Linked DNA regions of Sus scrofa: regions 1, 2 and 3 are each linked to region 4. A link is a contact called in public Hi-C and HiChIP or PLAC-seq data. All regions are on one chromosome and are shown on one strand. The core of a region is the stretch at or near the end of the contact, and the rest is flanking DNA. Distances in the headings are between cores, read along the strand shown. Region 1 overlaps CD44 (CD44 antigen). Region 2 has its middle 100 kb from the start of CD44. Region 3 holds the start of CD44 (CD44 antigen). Region 4 overlaps SLC1A2 (excitatory amino acid transporter 2).

What was found. A called contact is a pair of places that touch in the nucleus more often than the background predicts. HiChIP or PLAC-seq counts read pairs in DNA pulled down with a chosen protein or histone mark.
Region 1: a contact with region 4 is called in an H3K27ac HiChIP or PLAC-seq map of alveolar macrophages. The contact joins two enhancer-like sites. A contact is called at or near these places in 1 of 47 Hi-C or Micro-C datasets (embryonic fibroblasts) and 1 of 2 datasets of contacts at active chromatin or transcription factors (alveolar macrophages).
Region 2: an H3K27ac HiChIP or PLAC-seq map of alveolar macrophages shows a contact between it and region 4, with 8 times the contacts expected there. The contact joins two enhancer-like sites. A contact is called at or near these places in 1 of 47 Hi-C or Micro-C datasets (embryonic fibroblasts) and 1 of 2 datasets of contacts at active chromatin or transcription factors (alveolar macrophages).
Region 3: a contact with region 4 is called in a Hi-C map of alveolar macrophages, with 1.8 times the contacts expected there. The contact joins the promoter of CD44 here to the enhancer-like site in region 4. A contact is called at or near these places in 9 of 47 Hi-C or Micro-C datasets (alveolar macrophages, embryonic fibroblasts, fetal skeletal muscle and 4 more) and 2 of 2 datasets of contacts at active chromatin or transcription factors (alveolar macrophages and skeletal muscle).

What each region holds. Positions count from the first base shown.
Region 1 is chr2:25,833,001-25,837,710 of Sscrofa11.1, reverse strand. CD44 (CD44 antigen) reads left to right here. Exons shown (of 14, transcript XM_013994425.2): 5 at 1,538-1,768. Among named protein-coding and RNA genes, the nearest start is that of CD44, 49 kb to the left of the region's middle. Within about 2 kb of position 1,895, at least 2 of the 83 cell types and tissues checked have an H3K27ac peak or open chromatin away from gene starts, as enhancers often do. A contact at or near this core is called in alveolar macrophages, where this site is marked.
Region 2 is chr2:25,779,705-25,785,063 of Sscrofa11.1, reverse strand. No RefSeq gene overlaps it. Among named protein-coding and RNA genes, the nearest start is that of CD44, 100 kb to the left of the region's middle. Within about 2 kb of position 1,268, at least 19 of the 83 cell types and tissues checked have an H3K27ac peak or open chromatin away from gene starts, as enhancers often do. A contact at or near this core is called in alveolar macrophages, where this site is marked.
Region 3 is chr2:25,882,738-25,887,555 of Sscrofa11.1, reverse strand. CD44 (CD44 antigen) reads left to right here and starts at 3,347. Exons shown (of 14, transcript XM_013994425.2): 1 at 3,347-3,595. The coding sequence starts at 3,493.
Region 4 is chr2:25,630,363-25,635,697 of Sscrofa11.1, reverse strand. All of the region lies in intron 1 of SLC1A2 (excitatory amino acid transporter 2), which reads right to left. All of the region lies in intron 1 of LOC110259680 (a long non-coding RNA gene), which reads right to left. Among named protein-coding and RNA genes, the nearest start is that of SLC1A2, 29 kb to the right of the region's middle. Within about 2 kb of position 2,922, at least 9 of the 83 cell types and tissues checked have an H3K27ac peak or open chromatin away from gene starts, as enhancers often do. A contact at or near this core is called in alveolar macrophages, where this site is marked.

The DNA of each region.
Region 1 (4,710 bases), core at 646-3,145, 200 kb before region 4:
CAGTCCAGACATGTTCAGGTTTGGTCATAACTTCTTATCAGAGCTTCATCTGTGGAGATTATTAGGGCAAGTGAGAGTTGGCATGTTTTTTAATTTCTGGTTTATTAATACCTCTACTTGGACAAGCTGGATAGGGCAACAGAGGAATCTTTAGTCCTACCAAGGCAATACAGCAGAAAATCATGTCAGCTAAAGGTACCCTTGGACAGGGAGTGACCCGTACCTGAAAGCAGATAACCCATTGAGAGGGGAAGAGTGAACAAATTCCTTCTTGCGCTTTCTTCTCCTGTCATTCTAGTCATTTGCTTGTTTAAACCAAAGATTTCGATCTTTTTAGACCCCCATACTTCTTCATTTCAGGTTGAATTTCACAGGAGATGACAGAGGCTCTGTCAATATTTAAGTACACCAATTTCTTAGCCAGGATGGGAGTTCATTTAAACTGACAAATGGGCCCCTTAGAAAGAAAATCTCGTTCTTCATGACTCTGCAAATATACAGGCTTACCTTGGAGATATTGCAGGTTCGGTTCCAGACCACCTCAATAAAGCACATATTGCCGTACACTTTTTGGCTTCCCAGCACATATAAAAGGTACATTTACACAACATTGTAGTTCAAATGTGCAATAGCATTATGTTTAAAAAAAAAAAACAATGTACATGTCTTAATTAAAGATATCTTATTGCTAAAAAATGCTATCTTTAACCTTAATTAAAGATATCTTATTGCTAAAAAATGCTAACCATTATCTGACAACACAGGGTTGCCACAGACCTTCCGTTTGTAAAAAGCACAATATCTGTGAGCTCAATAAAGTGAGGCACAAATAAATGCATTATGCTTGTATATGTCCTGTTGAGACCAACAGTCTCTCTGTCGCCTGTTTCAAATTCTTGCTTGAAATAGATGAAATTAATAGCAATACATATTACATGTATTGAGAAGGGAGGTAGGGACCAGGCGGGAGAAAGACCATTTATTGAGCACCAACTCTATTTTGAATAACTACACCAAGCCTTTTCCATGCAGTGTATCATATCGTGCTCATAATTGGAGGTAGTGTTACCCATATTTTACATAAGATGAAACTGAAGCTCAGAGAGTTACCCACCTTGTCAAGAGCCACACAAAGTGGGATTCCAGGAATTCCCTTCATGGCTCAGTGGTTAACAAACCCAACTAGGATCCATGAGGATGTGGGTTTGATGGTGTAGGCAGGCAGCTGCAGCTCCGATTTGACCCCTAGCCTGGAAACTTCCAGATGCCCGAGGGTGCGGCCCTAAAAGAGCTCTAGACACCCTCTTTCCCTGTCCCCATTTCCAGGGTGGGTGGGTGAATGGGGGAAGGTTCATGTTCATAGTGCACTGTTCACTCTGTGCCCCCAACAGGAGGTAGGTAGTTAGATGTTATTTTGCTTAACAGAAACAAACAAAAACAGCTTTGAAGTCACTGCCTTATAGGATAAGCCACAGTCTTTCCTATAGTCAGAGAGTGTCAGCGGCCAAGTTCTGAAAGTGCCTTCTCTGTCTGCCAGCTATTGTTAACCGCGATGGCACCCGCTACACCAAGAAAGGTGAATACAGGACCAACCCCGAGGACATCAACCCCAACATGGCTCCGGAGGATGATATGAGCAGTGGATCATCCAGTGAAAGAAGCACTTCCGGGGGTTACAGCATCTTCCACACCCACCTTCCGACTACTACGCACCCAGACCAAGAAGGTCCTTGGGTCTCTAGCAACCCGGAGGATACCCCAGCTACCAGTAAGGAGAATGAATCCCTGATCTTTCCAATAGCGATTCGTTTGCAAAAACAGCTCTGATTTTCCTCGTGCGTTGATTATCCCTGTCTCTAGAAAGTGGTGACGTCATGCGGCGGGGCTCCTGTGGTTGTCAGTGCGCTGTATGCGTGGACAGCTACTGCCAACAATTTTTTTTTTCTTTCAGTATACTGGAAGTGGCATATTGGAAGTTTTTTAGAAGAACTTCCCTTGTTCTCTTGTCCCAGAAATATGGGGACAAGTCAAGCCTGATGCAGAAACTGTTTTCATTTTTGCAGGTTTCCTTCTTGTTCTTATTCATTTATGGATAAGATTGTTTTCACAAATTTGGGATCATAGTGTATGCTTACCATTTCCATTTGCTACTTTTCTGCAGCTTAATTTTTTTATTTTTATGTTTTAGCCTGATGTATAGTCATATTAATTGTGTAATAATTTGTCATATTCACTACCCATGATCTACTAAACAATTCCTTTGTTTTTGGTCTAAGGAAGCATATCTGAAGGAGTTATCTGGTCAAATCAAATCTCCTTCAGAAACTATATTAGTGCCGTTGGAACAATCAATTTGGTACATTGGTGAAAAAAAATCTGCTTGAGTTTTATATTCCAGCTGGTGGGGAGAGGCTCTTAAAACTTGCTTGGTTTCGTCTGTGAACTCATTACTTTGGGACTGCTAGAGTGGAGATACGTAAACATTGCATAAGATTTCTTGGGGTTCTGGCCCCTGGTGCTTTACTTTCATGGGAAAGTGTTTACATCTTCCTCTGGTCTCCTTCTCTGCTTCTCTCTTTTCTTTTTCCCTATGGTTTGTTTTCAGACGGGTTTCCAGATTGGCCGTGTTCTTCTGTGCAGGATTATTCAGACTCGAATAGGCCATCTGCTTCTTTAGGAGCTTTCTTAGTATGATGTGGATTTTCTCTTTCCCTGGCTATGGCTCTTGAGGGGTAGAACTCTGGGCTCCAAAGAGTGTGGTGGAAATCTTCTGGTTTGCAAATGCTCAAGACGGGGCCCTTTTCTATTCCTCACCACCCAAAAGCCAGGGAATTGGGAATTTACCAGAGTGCTATGATGTAATGCAATGTTACTTTCTCAGCCTTTTAAATTTCTGTTAGCATCTGGCTGAGGGGGCGGTACAAATAGGGTTGGGTTCTGGTCATTCTCCGTAGATGCTTTGAAACATTCCAAAAAACACGTTTTTCAAATTTCCCATGATTTCCTGGAGTATTGGCTCTCTGGAGATTGTTCCACTGTATTATCTATAATCCCATGGACCACCCTTCTTGAGAGAGAAGCTTCTGCAAACCAACCGTGTGGGGCTGCCTGTTACTCGCTGCTTCTTGACTTCTCTGCCTTTTGCAAATTAGCCACATCGAAGGTACTTATCATCAGGGCACGTGATTTTGTCCAGTGTTGGCAAACATGACAATTAGAGGTTTCAGCAGGAGGCAGATCAGATCTGTCCTAAAGGACCATTTCCCCCCAAAGGAGAACATCGTGGCAAAATATGAAGAGGAAATGAACATTTAAGCTGCTAACAGACTACATAAACTAGTGTGCATTTCATATGTGCTTTAGAAAAGGCAATGAGGACATTTTATAAATATTCATAGCACATCTTTTAAAGACTGCACCTTTCCTACCAAAGTTAGTCAGCAAATATATTTTGAAGACCTACTATGTACCAAGCTATTCTAATGCTTGGGATCCAGTAGTAAACACCATTAGAAAATAATATTGAGGAGATGTAAGGATTATTAAGCTAGTCATTCATTCAACGGATATTTGAGGTCTTCTCTGTGCCAGATGTTGCTCTGGTTCCTGGGGACGCAGAGTTGGACCTACTTTCCTGGAGCCTATAGACTGTTCAAAAATCAAGGAAAAGATTAAGCTTATCATATGTTTCCTTAATAAAACATAGTTCAGGATTTCAGTTGAGAAAAGAATCATGCTTTCCTCTTTCAGAGCACGTAGGTAGCTAAGTTTCTTTTAGTAGTTTAGGAAGAGAGAGAAGTCTGTCCAGCAGAGTCAGTCCAGTGCCAACCTGAGAGTCATAGTGGAGTTCTAGGATCCAATATGTCAGCTCCAAATAAATCAACTCCAAGAAGGTATCAAAAAAAAACCAAAAACAATCAGGTAGAAACTTAAACATAGCATATGGCGTACTTGAACAAGTTAGCGCTAAAAAGTTCCTGAATAACCATATTTTCCAAGCCCAGTGAGGAGAGTGCCCAAACCTCATGATTCAGGACCAGGTGTTGGGACTTACTGAGAAGGAATGATTGCAAATCCTCCCTAATGCACACAGGAGGGCAGAGGTCAAGAGGCGGGCTGCCTGAGCACACAGAAGTGCGTCTTTGGCTTATGTAGCTCAGTCCATCCTTAAGGGTCCTTAGTGGGTGGCAATAGGGAGAGCCAGTGCGAACAACCATCTAGGTAGGTTTTGACTTCCAGCAAGCTTTTTATTATAAATGTTTTTGGAAGTGCCTTCCTGGAGGAATGTCATCAGCCTCTTTTCTGTTGGTGATCTGGAATTCTTTGGAATCCAAAAACTTTGGATTCTTTGGAATCCAAAAACTAATTTGGGAAGTAGACTCCTGCCTTGGAAAACCCTTTCCTTGTCTTCTGGTTGTAAAAGAAATATATGTATGTACATATATTTTTTTTTCTTATTCTTTTTCTTTTTTTTTTTGGTCTGGCATGATCTACTCGGTTGGAGAAATTGAAAACTTCTGGTGAAGCAGCAGCTTTTTTCATTTTCCCTGAATATCATAAAACTCATTTTAGGAAAACAGAAATAATGCCTATTTCTGTCTTTCTCTTGTATATTTACCTCCCATTGGTCTCCACCTAATGGGCAATGGTGGCTGGAGTTCTGCATCTTTAATAACATTTCTGAGGTACCAATGGGTGTCTATAGATTTT
Region 2 (5,359 bases), core at 19-2,518, 150 kb before region 4:
AGGGCAGCTAGAAGCTGGCTGATGTACCATGGCTTATCTGGGATGGCCAGGATCATTGGCGTCTCTTTCTGTGGGTCCCCCACAGGCCCTCAACCATCGCATGCAGGCCTGGCAGAGTTCCGAGTGAGAGCAGATGCCCACGACACTTCCGGAGGCCAAGGCCCAGAACTGGCACTTTGCCACAACACCGTAGACTATCAGCCAAATCGAGGCTCGAGAGCAGCCCAGATTTGAAGGCTGGAAAACAGACTCCGCCTCTGAATGCGAGGAGCTGCACGGTCCTATCGCAAAAAGCGTAGTTACAATGGTCAAGGCCAGTGATCAGGGCCATTAGCACAATCAACCTATGACGGATGCTTTGAAAGAGCCTTATGCTCAAGGGCACCTCTCACGTTTACGCTTAAGACACACACACCATGTGGGCCGTGTTGATAATAGCATTCATTTGGAAAGCCAGAAACAACTTCATAAGAAAAGGAAGGAGCAGGATTCTGTGTTAAGTCTTGTTTGGGAGGTTACCTGGTACGGTAGCAAGAGGCCCGAGTTCTGGAATTAGACAGACCTGAGATTTATACTGACTCTACTGCTTAACAGCTTAAATACTCTCGAGTCTTACTTTTTCCATCTATAAAAAAGGGACAATAAAACCTTTACAGGGTTGTTAGGACGATTAAATGAGGTAATAAGTACATGACAATGCCTGACATGTATCAGGTCCTCAAAAATGTTAATTCCTATCTGAATATGAATTCATCTTCCACAGGCACACTCTAAGTACTTAAGGTCTCTCTCCACCACCCGCCTCTAATTTTCAGAACTCTCATCAACTTTTAAATACACGTGGCTACTAACTCAGGGTTATCTGGAACCAGAATATTTCAGAATCCAAGGCTCTCACGAGGGATGAGGTTTCTGCTAAAAGCTCTTGGATTTTAACAGAAATGCCTTTTGTTTTTCAAGCAAGGCTGAAGCTCCTGCAGACCAGGAAGCAGATTAGCTGGTGTCCCTTGATGAAATCTTGGCTAGTTGAGCTGTGGCTGCAGATTAACCAGAGTTGGGGCACCACCCATGGCTTTGATCATGACCTCCAGGAAGGAGTCTCACCCACTCCCACCCAGGCAGAGCCCTCTCTCTCCTCTCCGAGCCACCTCTTCACCTTGCCCTGAAGCAGGTCGTACTCTGCCACCTCATCAGTTTGCCCATGAACCTGTCTCTGGACATAGTGGGTCTCTGGAGGGCAGGATTTGGCTTTGTCTCTCCAGCACTCAAGGGAAGGTCCAGCTCCATACACCTCAACATGTGCCATCTGCTGAGCATTTACGGGTACCCGGGTGTACACACCTGTCTCTTCCCTAAAACCCTTGAAGGAGAATTCTTATTTGAACAAGTTTTTAGGACCCCCAATTACAGGAATAGAAAGGGCTCTAGCATGGAGCTCAGCTCCTCCCAACGTCTCTGACTTAACGTGCTTTAGTGCCTATTGGCGGAAGTTCGGTAAATTGAGCCTGTCAGAGTTGAGATGGTCTCCAAATGCCACCAACCAGGTCAGCACGCCCTCACTCTCTGTGCCCGATGGGGCGGAAGGAGGTGTTCAGAAACCACAGGAAGGGCTTAGGGATGAGTAAGTGAAGATGCAGGCACCATCCGGGCGCAGGGGTGATAGCACTGATTTAGGAAGCCATGAACGACCTCATGGAAGTCGTGCTTACCAGAAGTGGAAGAAGCTAGTCACGCGTTACGTGTGATTTTTGCCGTGATGCCCTGGGGGAAGGGTCCGGGGAAACAGCAGTCTGCCTGAGCCATCGTTCTTTCCCAATAACCCACCCCACCCCTTGCCCGTGTTGACATCTGGTCTTCATCACCAGTAGTTTGCCCATTGCCCGCCTCCTCAATCCTGCCCCTCTCGGGTTTCCAGACTGCTTGCTTCATCGGAGGATGACTACTGTTTTCCAGGAGTCTTGTCCAAACCACTTCCTCCTTCCTAACTCCGTAAAGAGGAATGGCAAAAACCTCATGAAAGGCAGCTAATGTTTAGTTAGAAAACGGGGGTCTTTAAAATGAGACTCTGAATTCAAATCCAACCCATGCCACTTCCTCCCTTTATGACCTTCACAAGTTCTTGAATGGCTCTGTGCCTCAGTTTCCTCATCTGTAAAAGGGGAAGAGCACTTAGCACCAGAAAGAGGGCTGGGGGATTAAATAGAATAATGGGAGTCGCATGCAAGGAATATGATAGCTGTGCACAAGTTTCCTCCCTCCTTCCCGATATCATCCTCAATGTTTTTCTTGCGAAAATACATAGCAGGGACTTAGAATCGGAACCATGATGACGGGGAAGTCAGAGGTAGTCCAAGAATTTCAGAGCCCCTCCCAAACCCTTCTAAGAATTTGGGTCCCGAGAACCTCCCACCCTGAAATGGCCAAAACACCATCAGAAAGGAAAAAAAGTTTCCCTTCCTGTTTTCTAGGGAAGGGTGAAATTATCAAGGCTTATTAGTGACCACAATCTTACCACGCAGAGGCCCTGCCAGAGCCAAGCTTCAGGGTAGCTCCTAGATGGGAAGAGAGAGGAGATGGGTTGGAAGTGGGAGATGAGGTTGGAAGAGGAGATGGTTGGGGCTGAGCCGAAAAGATCCCGGGCCCAAACGTTGGGAACCCTTCCAAGCAGAAGTGGAGAGACAGGTTTCCCGCACTCAAGGCTTAAGGGCAATTCAAATTTCAGGCGAGGTTACTGAAGTTCAGGAAGAGCTGTGCTTTTTATTTCCCCTCCTCCTAGGATTCTTTCAGTCTCATTAAGAAATGACAGAAATGTCAGGAAAAGCTGTCAGAAGGATACAAATATTGGAAGGCAAAGACGGACAAGACTTGAACAATTGCTCTAACAGAAATAATGTTGGTACTTATTTACTGAGGACCATCAGCACAGAGCAGATACAGAAATCAGAATAAGCACGCGGTCCCCCCGCCCAAAGTCCCAATAATGGCAGCATCTCTTCTGTGATTCTCAGTGAGGTTTGCTGGCTGCACTCCCAGGGCAGGGTGGATTCTGCCCTCTCTTCCCTCTGCCTTCTGAAGCCACTTTTTCAATGGGCTCTGGGGCATAGCACATTTGGAAGCACAAGATCTGCACTGGGCTACAGAGTCACTGGCAACGTGCAGCTCTGTCTTAGGGCAGCACCAGGCTGGGATGTCTTGCAAAAGACAAGAATTTCCTGATTCCTTATTTCAGTTGGTTTCATTTTATTATCTTATTTTATTTTTATTTTTTGCTTTTTAGGGCCACATCTGCAGCATATGGGATTTCCTAGGCTAGGAATTGAATCGGAGTTGCAGCAACTGGCCTAGGCCACAGCCACAGCAACACAGGATCCCAGCCGCGTCTGCAACTTACACCACAGCTCAGGTTACTGGCAAGGTTACTGGAGTTCAGGAAGAGCTGTGCAATGCCGGATCCTTAACCCACTGAGTGGGGTCAGGGATTGAACCTGAGTCCTCGTGGATACTAGTCGGGTTTTTTATCACTGAGCCACAATGGAAACTCCCCTTGATCCCTTATTTTAAACCACTTTTCTCCTTTGGCAAAAGTTAGAGACTTGTGTAACATCTAACTAAGGAGAGTCCTGTGTGTTCATCTGGCAAGCCAGGGATGGGACCAATGGAAATTCTCCCATGGAATTTCCATCCTTGCAGAATCTGATTATTTTCCTTGTTAGTTTCAACCACTTTGTTGATAATGCGCCCCCTAGAGGACGCATTGGAATCCCCCCCAACAAGGCCAGGTCCAAAAAGAGATGGAATCCTGCTACCTGACTGACTTCAGTTCCTGAATCCTCAAAGTAGAAGCAGAAGGAAGAAGGTGAAGGTGAGAGTCCATGTACGAAAGGATTGTGGGGTGGGAGTGGAACTGGGTCACCTGGATGGTGGCGGCAAGGGTCAGGGTACACTGATTGTCCACATTTTCTTTTAAAACAGTATCTTATACACAGGATTCAAAGATCATTAAAGGAGTAGGAAATATTAATTAGTTGCCATTCAATCATAATACTGAATACCTCCTCTGTACTAGGCACTGTGCTACACACCTTTGTCTGCAGGATACAGGCAACTGCAGCAGAGGTTCCTGCCAGGACAGCGGGATGTGTAGGAGGGTATTGACGTAGGATGGCTGACGTTACTTACCATCCACCAGACACAATGTTTAAAACATGTGGTGGAATGGAAGAGACCTAAGTCTCCATCAGGAGATGGATGGAGAAAGATGTGGGGTGCGTGTGTGTGTGTGTGTGTGTGTGTGTGTGTGTGTGTGTGTGTAAATGTTACTCAGCCATTAAAAAGAAATGAAAATTTGCCATTTGCAACAACATGGGTGGACCTGGAGGGTATTATGCGTAGTGAAGTAAGTCAGACAGAGGAAGATACTGTATATTTTCACTGATATGTGGACTCTTAAAAAAAAATAAAATAAATGAACAACTACAGCAAAATAGAAACAGACTCACAGATACAGAAAATAAACTAATGGTTACCAGTGGGATAAGGGGTTCAGGGAGGGGCAAGGGAGGAGAAGGGGATGAAGAACCACAAACTACCAGATATAAAATAAATAAATGCAAGGATATGGCACAGGGAATATAGCCAATATTTTATAATAACTTTAAAGGGAGTATGAGCTATAAAATTATCAAATCACTGTGTTGTACCCCTGAAACTAATATAACCTTGTAAATCTTTTTTTTTTAGGGCCACCCCTGCGGCATATGGAGATTCCCAGGCTAGGGGTCCAATTGGAGCTGTAGCCGCCGGCCTACGCCAGAGCCACAGCAACGCCAGATCCGAGCCGCGTCTGCGACCTACACCACAGCTCACGGCAACGCCGGATCCTTAACCCACTGAGTGAGGCCAGGGATCGAACCAGCAACTTCATGGTTCCTAGTCGGATTCGTTAACCACTGAGCCATGATGGGAACTCCTCAATTCTATTTCAATTAAAAATTAAACTTAAGGAGTTCTGGTCGTGGACCAGTGGAAACGAATTGGACTGGGAACCATGAGGTTGCGGATTCAATCCCTGGCCTCGCTCAGTGGGTTAAGGATCCCGTGCTGCCGTGAGCTGTGGTGTAGGTCGCAGACGCGGCTCGGATCTGGCGTTGCTGTGGCTCTGGCGTAGGCCGGCGGCTACAGCTCCAATTGGACCCCTAGCCTGGGAATCTCCATATGCTGCAGGGGTGGCCCTAAAAAGGCAACAAGACAAAAAAAAAAAAAAAAATTAAACTTAAAAATTTTAAAGGTGGTATGTATTAACTCAGTTATTTAGCCTCTCTTGGCTTAAACAGATCATAGAACGGAGCTTATAGAGTTG
Region 3 (4,818 bases), core at 2,098-4,597, 250 kb before region 4:
CCCATCTTTCTTCCTCCTCCAAAAAAAAAAAAGAAAAAAAGAAAAAAAAAAAAAAAAGAAAGAAAAGAAAAAAGAAAGCTGAAAGCCCTGTAAGTGACATGAGGTGGCCAAGGCCATTCTTGTCTAGTGTTCTTTCCATGGAACTCACCAGGGCTGGTTTCTCAGGTGGTCAGAGCCTGAAGATCAACCTGGGAGCTAGTTGGTGCTCAGATGTTTCAGGAGAGAGTCCTCTTGGTCAGAGACAGCAGCATGACCAATTCTGCTGCTATAGGCAGCATTTTTCTTTTTCTTTTCTTTCTTTTTTTATTTTTATTTATTTATTTATTTTATTTTTAGGGCTGCACCCAAGGCATATGGAGGTCCCCAGGCTAGGGGTCAAATCAGAGCTACAGCTGCCATGCTGGCCTACACCACAGCCACAACAACACCGGATCTGAGCTGGGTCTGCGACCTAATAGCTCATGGCAACGCCAGGTCCTTAACCCACTGAGCAAGGCCAGTGATTGAACCCACATCTTCATGGATCCTAGTTGGGTTCATTAACTGCTGAGCCACGAAGGGAACTCCCAGGCAGCATTTTTCAACGTGCCTGCTGGGCAGGTGGGGCTCAGAGGCACCCTCTTCCTTTCAGATGGGCCACCCTATGAGTGGTTTGAGTGTTTGGGGAGTAGTAGGTCCAGTGATTTTTCGGCCCCCAAACCTTCTCCCTGAGAATGCAAGAGGAGTAGCCTGTAGTCAAGGAGGCTCTCCCCAGCTCAAAACCTTACCCTGAACTAGATAGTGTTTATTAGCTAGATGTTTGCTTTTTTTTTGCTTTTTAGGGCTGCACCTGTGGCATATGGAAGTTCCCAGACTAGGGGTCCAATTGGAGCTATGGCTGCCAGCCTGTCAGGGCCACAGCAAGGCAGGATCCGAGCTGCCTCCGTGACCTACACCACAGCTCATGGCAATGCTGGATCCTTAACCCACTGAGTGAGGCCAGGGATCGAACCCACAACCTCATGGTTCCCAGTCGGATTCGTTTCTGCTGTGCCAGGAAGGGAACACCCCCCCCCCCCATAGATTCTTACGTTGAAATCTTAACCCCAGTGTGATGGTATTAGGAGGTGGGGCCTTTAAGAGGTAATTAGGTCATATGGGTGGAGCCCTCATGAATGGGATTAGTGCCTTTATAAGAAGAGACACACAAAAGAGCTTGTCCTCCTCAAGCTCCCTCTCTCTCTGCCCCCACCCCCCGCCCCCCTGCGAGGCTAGGAGAAAACTGACAAGATGACCGCCTGCAAACCAGAGTGTTCTCACCAGAACTGTACCATCCTGGCACCCTGATCTTGGACTTCTCAGCCTCCAGAACTGTGAGAAATAAATTTCTGTTCTTTAAGCCACCTAATCTATAGTATTTTGTTACGGCAGCCTGAACTAAAACAGTGCTTGCTGATGGCTGCGTAATTTTGTGCCTGTACTAAACGCTACCTAATGACTAGCATGTCAAATTTCATGTTATGTCTATTTTAGTACAACAATAATAATAAGCTTATATTAGCTCCCTATTTCTTAGGAATCAAGCTCGATCTTCCCAGTAAAACTTAGAAATGGCTCACCCCACTAATTCTCATGTCTTGCTGGCCCCCCTCAACCTCTTCCTCTGATCAAATGTTCAAGTCATTCCAAACTGCTCTCCACAATCAAAAGGTAATTACTTTCCCTCAGAAATTCTGGCACAGCTCCTTCAGGGTCTTTTTTGTCAGAATCACTGGTAACCACTGTCATTTTCTGTATGTCTCACCAGGCAAGAATTCCATTAAGATTTACTTTCAGTAGTCCACATGAGCAACAAATACTGCTTCTGCATTTCACATATTAAATCACAGTATATTACGGATAGATATGACAGTGTGATATAAGGTAGGGTTTATGCCTCCCCTGAAGAATATGACAATTTCCTCCTCCTTTCGAGATTTGTTGGGTAGCCTAGATGGAGGAAAGTGGATTAACCCTTGCATAGATAGGAATATACATGGCAGCAAGAAAGAAGGGATAGACGCATGGGTGGGTGAGAGGGTGGATAAAATGGTGAATGGATATGTGGAGGATGGATGGGTGGATGGGCGAATAATGGATGGATACATGTATGATGAGATATACGGGTGGATGGAAGGAGACGAGGACAGTGTATAGATGGATGTGGATTTACAAAGAAATATGAGGAGTTCCCGTAGTGGTGCAGTGGTTAAAGAATCCGACTAGGAACCATAAGGTTGCAGGTTCGGTCCCTGCCCTTGCTCAGTGGGTTAACGATCCGGCGTTGCCGTGAGCTGTGGTGTAGGTCGCAGACGCGGCTCAGATCCTGCGTTGCTGTGGCTGTGGTGTAGGCCGGTGGCTACAGCTCTGATTGGACCCCTAGCCTGGGAACCTCCATATGCCGCGGGAGTGGCTCAAGAAATAGCAAAAAGACAAAAAAAAAAAAAAAAAAAAACAAAAAAAAAAAACAAAGAAATATGAAAAGATTAAGGACAGCTGGATGAGAAGCTGGATGAGAGGGTGGTTGGAAGGATATGTGGTTAGATAAATGCATGGAAAGAAGGATGGATGGCTGTGAGTGTCTACTGGATGGACAGATGCACGAGCCCTGGAGGGAGGTAAGGTAAGATGGGTAGAGAGATGAATCAGTGGATGGAAGGATACTTGGGAGGATGAATGAGTGTGTGAGTGAGTGCGTGGATGAATGGGTGGATGGTTCCAGGTGCCAGCCTGAGGCTGGATGATAACAGGTGGGTCAGTGGCTGGTTATCATTAGCCTTCTCTGAGTGGTCCTGATAAGAATCAAAAATCCACCTGAGGCTGTGAACTTCCTTCTCCTTCGAGGGAAGAAGAATGTGCACTTCCTCTCTTCCCTGGGAAGAATCACAAGCTCCCCATCATGGGCAGGGAAGCACCACTCTCCAGGGCAGGACCTGGCTCTGTCCCAGCTCTTCTCCCAGAATATCCAGCTGCCTCTGAAAACCCAGGGAGAAGAGCTCCCCAGCCAGATGCAAAGAGAAACAGTAAAGAGGAGAAGCCAGAGGCTGATCCCAAAGGGCTGAAGTTTTACGACTCAGTCATTCCCTGCTGCGTCCAAAGGCTGGGCTCCCAGTCGCCTCTGGAGCGGAAAGCCGGTGCCTCCCGGTACGATGGAACCCCGCGGCCCCCCGGGGCACCCGCTTTGGCACCCGGTGTTACCATCTCCGTGGAGAAGGGGGCGGGGGCAGCGAGGCCAGCGCCAAGGAGAGCCGGTACGTCTTTAAACTTCTGCCGGCTGCTTAGTCACAGCCCCCTCGCTTGGGTGTGTCCTCCGCTCGCTCCCTCCCTCTTAGGTCACTCACTCAACCCTCGAATAAAAACTGCACCCAACTTCCCAGGCGCCCTCACTGCCAGCCGGACCCCAGCCTCGGACAGGTTCTGGCGCCCTGCTCGTCCAGTGCTCTGCCGGCCCCCGCCCAGCGCCCCGGCCCTTCCATGTCACCCGCTCACTCTCTCCGTCGTTCCGACGCCATGGACACCTTTTGGTGGCGCGCAGCTTGGGGACTCTGCCTCGTGCAGCTGAGCCTGGCGCAGATCGGTGAGTGCCTGCCGAGGCGGTGGGAGGGAGTGACAGGAGTGGCCGGGACCCGCCGGCAGTCGCGCGGGTTGAGTTGGCCCTGGGGCACCTGAGTCAAGTGGGCGGCGAGCGGCTGGGATTTGGGGAAGGAGAGCCGGGCACGGATTTGCGCTAAGCTGGTGGAGAGCCTGTTGGTGGAAAGCACCGTTTTGTTGAAAAGAGAAAGAACGAAGAAAAGTTTGCTGGGCAGGCTGCCGGCGGTGGCGCGCAGTTTTGGGTGAGGTTGTTGGAGCCCTAGAAGCACAAGGCAGAAAGTAACTGTATTCCTGGGCGCGCACAGCCCGCGCGTCTGGACTAACAGGCTCTGGTGCCCAAGGGCGCTGGAAGCCCGGCTGGGCTGTGGCCGGGCAGAGCTGGGCAGGGCAGGGACAGGGGCTAGGGCAGAGGCAGGGCTGTTGGCGAGGTGGCCATAGAGGTGGGCACAGTGGCTATGTGTGAGGGCTGGTGGCCATGAGCTTTCTAGAAAGGGGTCCTGGGTTCCAAGGCTCTTACAGTTGGCTCCAGTCACTAAGGATCTTAACACTGTGGGAACCTGAACCAGCACTGTGGCAAGGTTCTGGGTCTCCACGAGGTGCCAGCCTGGGTCAGGGAGTGTGAATAGGAGAGGCACTGACTGGGCCAGCTGCTAGGTCCTGGCAACCTCCTGCTTCTGCCGATCAGTTAGGGGAAATCCAGCCAGCAGCGATGTGGCTCGTATTCCCTGCCTGGCAGCCTCTAGGCAGGATGGGGGAACCTGGGCACCAGGGTGGCATCAGGAATCCTGGATCTGGGGCTGCCAATATCCCATCCCAATAGGCTCCATGCCCTTCAGTGGCTGTTGGGGGGAGAGGCTGTGTGTGATGTATTGGTGAGGCTGAACTCCAAGCATTCCTTTCTTTTGTCTATAGAGGTACAGATAATTACATGGCTGATTTGGTTATCGCTAGAAAAATTAATTATTTTTCTTTTAAGAAGTGCCAGCTGGGTCATTAGAACAGCTCAACCTATGGTTAATTCCACTCAGCAAGTGTTTATTAAACACAACCCTGGGAGTACCAAGAAAGTAAAAGACACAATCCTAGTTGGGTGCATTAGAAGGACATGTGGGGATCTAAGATGTAGATTCCTCAAACAGAACAAAAGTAATCACCGATCATAATAATTAATATTAATAGGGATGACTGCACTAGCTACTATTTCTTATG
Region 4 (5,335 bases), core at 1,673-4,172:
ACTCCCGCAGCATATGGAGGTTCCCAGGCTAGGGGTCCAATCTGAGCTGTAGCCACCGGCCTACACCACAGCCACAGCAACGCCAGATCCTTAACCCACTGAGCAAGGCCAGGGATCAAACCCGCAACCTCATGGTTCCTAGTCGGATTCGTTAACCACTGAGCCACGACGGGAACTCCCTTATTCTTGAAAATGAAAATAAAATCAGCTTTAACAGGCTTTTTGTTTGAATATCCTAATAGATTTCAGGAGATTCAGCGATGTTAGAGAAATACGGATATATGGTGCAGGGATCAACCAGTTTAAGAACGGCAGCTACTAAAGGCTTACTGAGGGCCAGGAAATTTGCTACATGTTTTCTATGCATTTACCCTCGCGACCATTCCTAAAAGATTTGGTCAACCCTATATCACATATGTAGAAACTGAGGCTCAGAAAAGTGAAGTAAATGGGCTCAAAATGACCTCGTCTGAGAAGCTTTTCCATGGCAAATGGGTCGTGCTTCTTGTTAAAATAAAAACAAGGACAGGAGTTCCCGTCGTGGCTCAGTGGTTTATGAATCCGAATAGGAACCATGAGGTTGTGGGTTTGATCCTTGCCCTTGCTCAGTGGGTTAAGGATCTGGCGTTGCCGTGAGCTGTGGTGCAGATCACAGAACCGGCTTGGATCACGCATTGCTGTGGCTGTGGTGCACGCCGGTGGCTACAGCTCAGATTGGACCCCTAGCCTGGGAACCTCCATATGCCATGGGAGCAGCCCAGGAAAATGGCAAAAAAGAAAAAAAAGAAACAAACAAACAAAAAAAACCCAAACAAGGACAGCCATTTCTATCTCAATAAGTTGCAAACATATACTTCCTGACGTTCTCGGCTTCCAGTGGCCTCCCCGCTCTCTCCCGTGGAATTTGTATACGAATTTGTGGCTGGTCAACCAAACACCATGGATGGCTGTCTTTTTTGTTGTTGTTGTTGTTGTTGTTGTTGCTATTTCTTGGGCCGCTCCCGCGGCATATGGAGGTTCCCAGGCTAGGGGTCGAATCGGAGCTGTAGCCACCAGCCTACGCCAGGGCCACAGCAACGCGGGATCCGAGCCGCGTCTGCAACCTACACCACAGCTCACGGCAACGCCGGATCCTTAACCCACTGAGCAAGGGCAGGGACCGAACCCGCAACCTCATGGTTCCTAGTCGGATTCGTTAACCACTGCGCCACGACGGGAACTCCCTGGATGGCTGTCTTAATTTCTGGGAAGGATTATCTGAGCAGGAATGGGTCAACCCTTTCTGGGAATGAGAGAAAGTGCTCGTTTAAAGCATCTTGCTTCTGGAAAAGTGACTCAGAGAGGCACTCAGCCTTGTAAGCACCTGAAATGCCAGGAAAACAGACTTTTTGGCCACTGAAGAGGATCTCATGCAAATGGCTGGCTCATTCAGGTCTTTCCCTGTGGACGGAGGCTGAGAAGCAAGCACCCCCCCACCACCACCAACTTTCCCAGCACTGCAACCTCACTCTCCCTACCAGAGTCATACAACCTTCCCCTTAGAACAACCTGTGTGTTTACTGATAAACAGTCCTGGACGAGCTCATTAATAATTTACTCTGGGAGTTTCCACTGTGGCTCAGCAGAAACACACCCAACCAGCATCCATGAGGATGCAGGTGTGATCCATGGCCCGGTTCAGTTGGTTAAGGATCCGGTGTTGCTGTGGCTGTGGTGTAGGCTGGCAGCGACAGCTCCAATTCAACCCTTAGCCTGGGAACCTCCATATGCCGCACCTGTGGCCCCAAATCTGCACCCCCCCCCAAAAAAAAACAAAACAAAAAAATAAATAATTTACTCTGGATAATGGGCAGGAGAGGGTTTGGCAGTCATGGCAACAACTCAAAGTCCTTATTTGTCGTGGTTTATTTTTAAGTATCAGAAAAAGAGGCCATTTTTTCCTCTAACATCGAATTCCTGATGGAAACTGGATATGTGTGAGAATGAGATGGGAACGGGTGGAGAAAAGATATCTTAAAAATGCAGTCATTAAATATCAGGACAGGAAAATAACTGAAAGAAAGCATTTCTTGGCCTTACACTGCACCCTTCTGGAAGGAAGAAGAAGTGAAAAAACTACATCATTTCTATACTCAACTTCGCTCTATTATTATGAAAACATATTCATATCAAAAATTCAGATATAAAAGCATTTTTCCACACTTAAACTATTTTATCTTAATATACATTTCCCCAACTAATCTTTACTACAAACTTATGAGGCTAAAATTATTATCTCCATTTTATGGACAAGGAAGCTGAGCCTTAGAGACCATGGCTAAGTTTTACCGCCCAGATGCTGTGCAGGCAGGATTTGTACCCAAGTCAGCCTGAATCCAAAATCTGTGTTTTTTTCTACATCCCAGTCCTGTAGGAAAGGAAGAAAACTGAACCCAACCAGGAGGGGGATATTTCAGAATTTATTTCAGGAAAATGGACCTTAAATACTTTTTACTATACAAGTTATTTAAAATGTCTTTCATCACACAGCTAACGAGGGATTGGGTGTGCAGGGGTTAAATTTTATCAATGTCCTATTTTTTTTTTTTTTTTGTCTCTTTAGGGTTGCACCTGTGGTATATGGAGGTTCCCAGACTAGGGGTCTAATCAGAGCTACAGGTGCCAGCCTACACCACAGCCACAGCAACGCCAGATCCGAGCTGCATCTGTGACCTACACCACAGCTCATGGCAACGTCAGATCCTTAACCTGCTGAGCGAGGCCAGGGATGAAACCCGCAACCTCATGGTTCCTAGTCAGATTTGTTTCCACTGTGTCGCAACGGGAACTCCCTCAATTTCCTATTTTCATTTCTTATGAAGTTATGAACCAAATGCAACAACATGCTCTCCTCCGCTTCCTCTGACACACCTCCTCTGACACACTCCTCCGCTTCTTAGACACACTTGGAAAGACAACTCTCCTTCTGGATCATGCACTGCTAGAGCACCAGAGCCTGAACCTACTTCACTTTTGGTTTTGAATGTTCAGAAAAATGTGCGGAAGAATCAATGAAAGAATCAAGACGGGCATTTCTATCATGACTCAGTGGTTAACGAATCCGACTAGGAACCATGAGGTTGCGGGTTCGATCCCTGGCTTTGCTCAGCAGGTTAAGGGTCCGGCGTTGCCGTGAGCTGTGGTGTGGGTCTCAGATGGGGCTTGGATCCCACTTTGCTGTGGCTCTGGCATAGGCTGGCGGCTACAGCTCCGAATGGACCCCTAGCCTGGAAACCTCCATATGCCACAGGCGCGGCAAAAAGACAAAAAAAAAAAAAAAAAAAAGAATCAAGAAGAGAAGGAACGACTTCAACACAGTATCTCTTTAACTTTTGTTTCTTATATTCCAAAGTTCCAAGCAAAATACCTCGTGACACTTAAGTCACCAGGTGAGTTGGCCCAGGTGTCCATCCACATGCACAGGTGGACACGTGAAGCAGGAGCTGTTCCTGAGCTGGACCCAAGGCTGGTCTCATTTTTACCCTGAAGCACGGCTCCTGTCTGGGATCTTGATTATGCATGCCACCTCTCGGGTTTCTGTTCACTATCTGTAAAATGAGGATCCTTTGAAACTAAGCATAGCGATAATAAAGTCAAACTTTTAAAAGTTGAGAATTCTGATTTGTATTTTTGAAGTGGTCAGCCTGACATTTAGTAACTGGTTTGACTGGTTTTACACATGTCACGTGGTCAATGGATAGCTTTGGCACAGCCCTGGCAAAGCTGCTAACGCCTCAGCCTGATTTTATTTATTTATTTATTTATTTTTGCTTTTATTTACAGCCACACCTGTGGCATATGGAAGCTCCCAGGCTTAAGGGTCAAATTGGAGCTACAGCTGCCATCCCAAACCACAGCCACAGCAACTCCAGATCCAAGTGGCATCTGCGACCTACACCACAGCTCACGGCAATGTCAGATCCTTAACCCAGTGAGCAAGGCCGGAGATCAAACCCTTGTCCTCATAAATACTAGTCAGGTTCGTTACCGCTGAGCCACGACAGGAACTCCTCATTTAGCCTGATTTAAAAAAACAACTTGATTTTCATCTGTCAATCAGTCAATTTCAAGCATGTTTGACAATGACCCACAGGAAGAAATATAGCCGATGTTCCTCAGTATGACCCAGCACACACATACATGTAAGCACACACACATGCATATACACACAACATACACGCAAGCATGCATACATAAGCACACATCCATACATGTGCAAGCATACACACACACACACAATCGCAGCAAATGACCCACACTCTTTCCATACGAAATGTTCTCTGATAGATTCTATTCTTCTATTCATTTTTTTAATTTCACTTTTTTCTAATAAATTGATTTCTTGACCCACCGAATGGTCAGGACACACAGTTTAAGAAGCACCACCCGAAGCTGTGCTGTCCGATTTAGTGATGGACCACTGGAAACGTGGCATGACGTGAGAGTGGCCTTGAGTTTCAAATAAACGGCAGACGTTTAAAAAAATCCTACCAAACATTAAATACCTCATTCCTGATCTTTCACATTAATTGCATGTGGCAGCAACAACAGGTTGGATAATTTGAAGCAAATAAAATATTTTACTAAGACTAATTTCACCTCTTCCTCTTTATTTTTTTCCTGGGGCTACAAGAACATTTAACATTATCTAGGAGGCTCGCGTGAAGGTTCTTTGGGACAGCAACAACTGTCCATGGTCAAATCCACCCTGACATCTGTTTTTGTAGATAAACCCTTATTGGAACACATCCTCCACCTGCTTCATTCACGTGTTGCTGAAGAGTCGTGATACAGACTCTGTCACCCACAAGTCCTAAAATATTTACTGCCTGGCCCTTTGCAGAAAAAGTCTGCTGAGCCCTAACAGAGCACTGGGTGCTTATTATCTGCCAGTCATTGTGCCATGTCATATATAAATACATCTATATACATGTATACGTGTGTGTGTGTACGTGTGTGCGTGCATGTGTGTGTTACTGACCTGATACTGATCCTGCTAGAGGAGTTTCATCACCACACTTTACAGATGAGGCTCTGAGCAAGTGAGCAACTGGCCTAAGACCACCCAGCTGAGCATCGAATAACAGAGCTGGGATTCGAACCCGTGCCAATCTGACAACAAGGCCTGGGCTATCATTTCTACCTTGTTTGCACCATCCCCTCCCCCCACAATCCCTTCCTGGCTGGATGGAGGGCTAAATTCCACCTTTTTGTGGCTGGGAGAACTGGCCCGTCTGTCAACGGTCCAGAGGGACACGGGAGCAGGTTGTGCGGAAGACGGCCTCTCCTTGGGGAA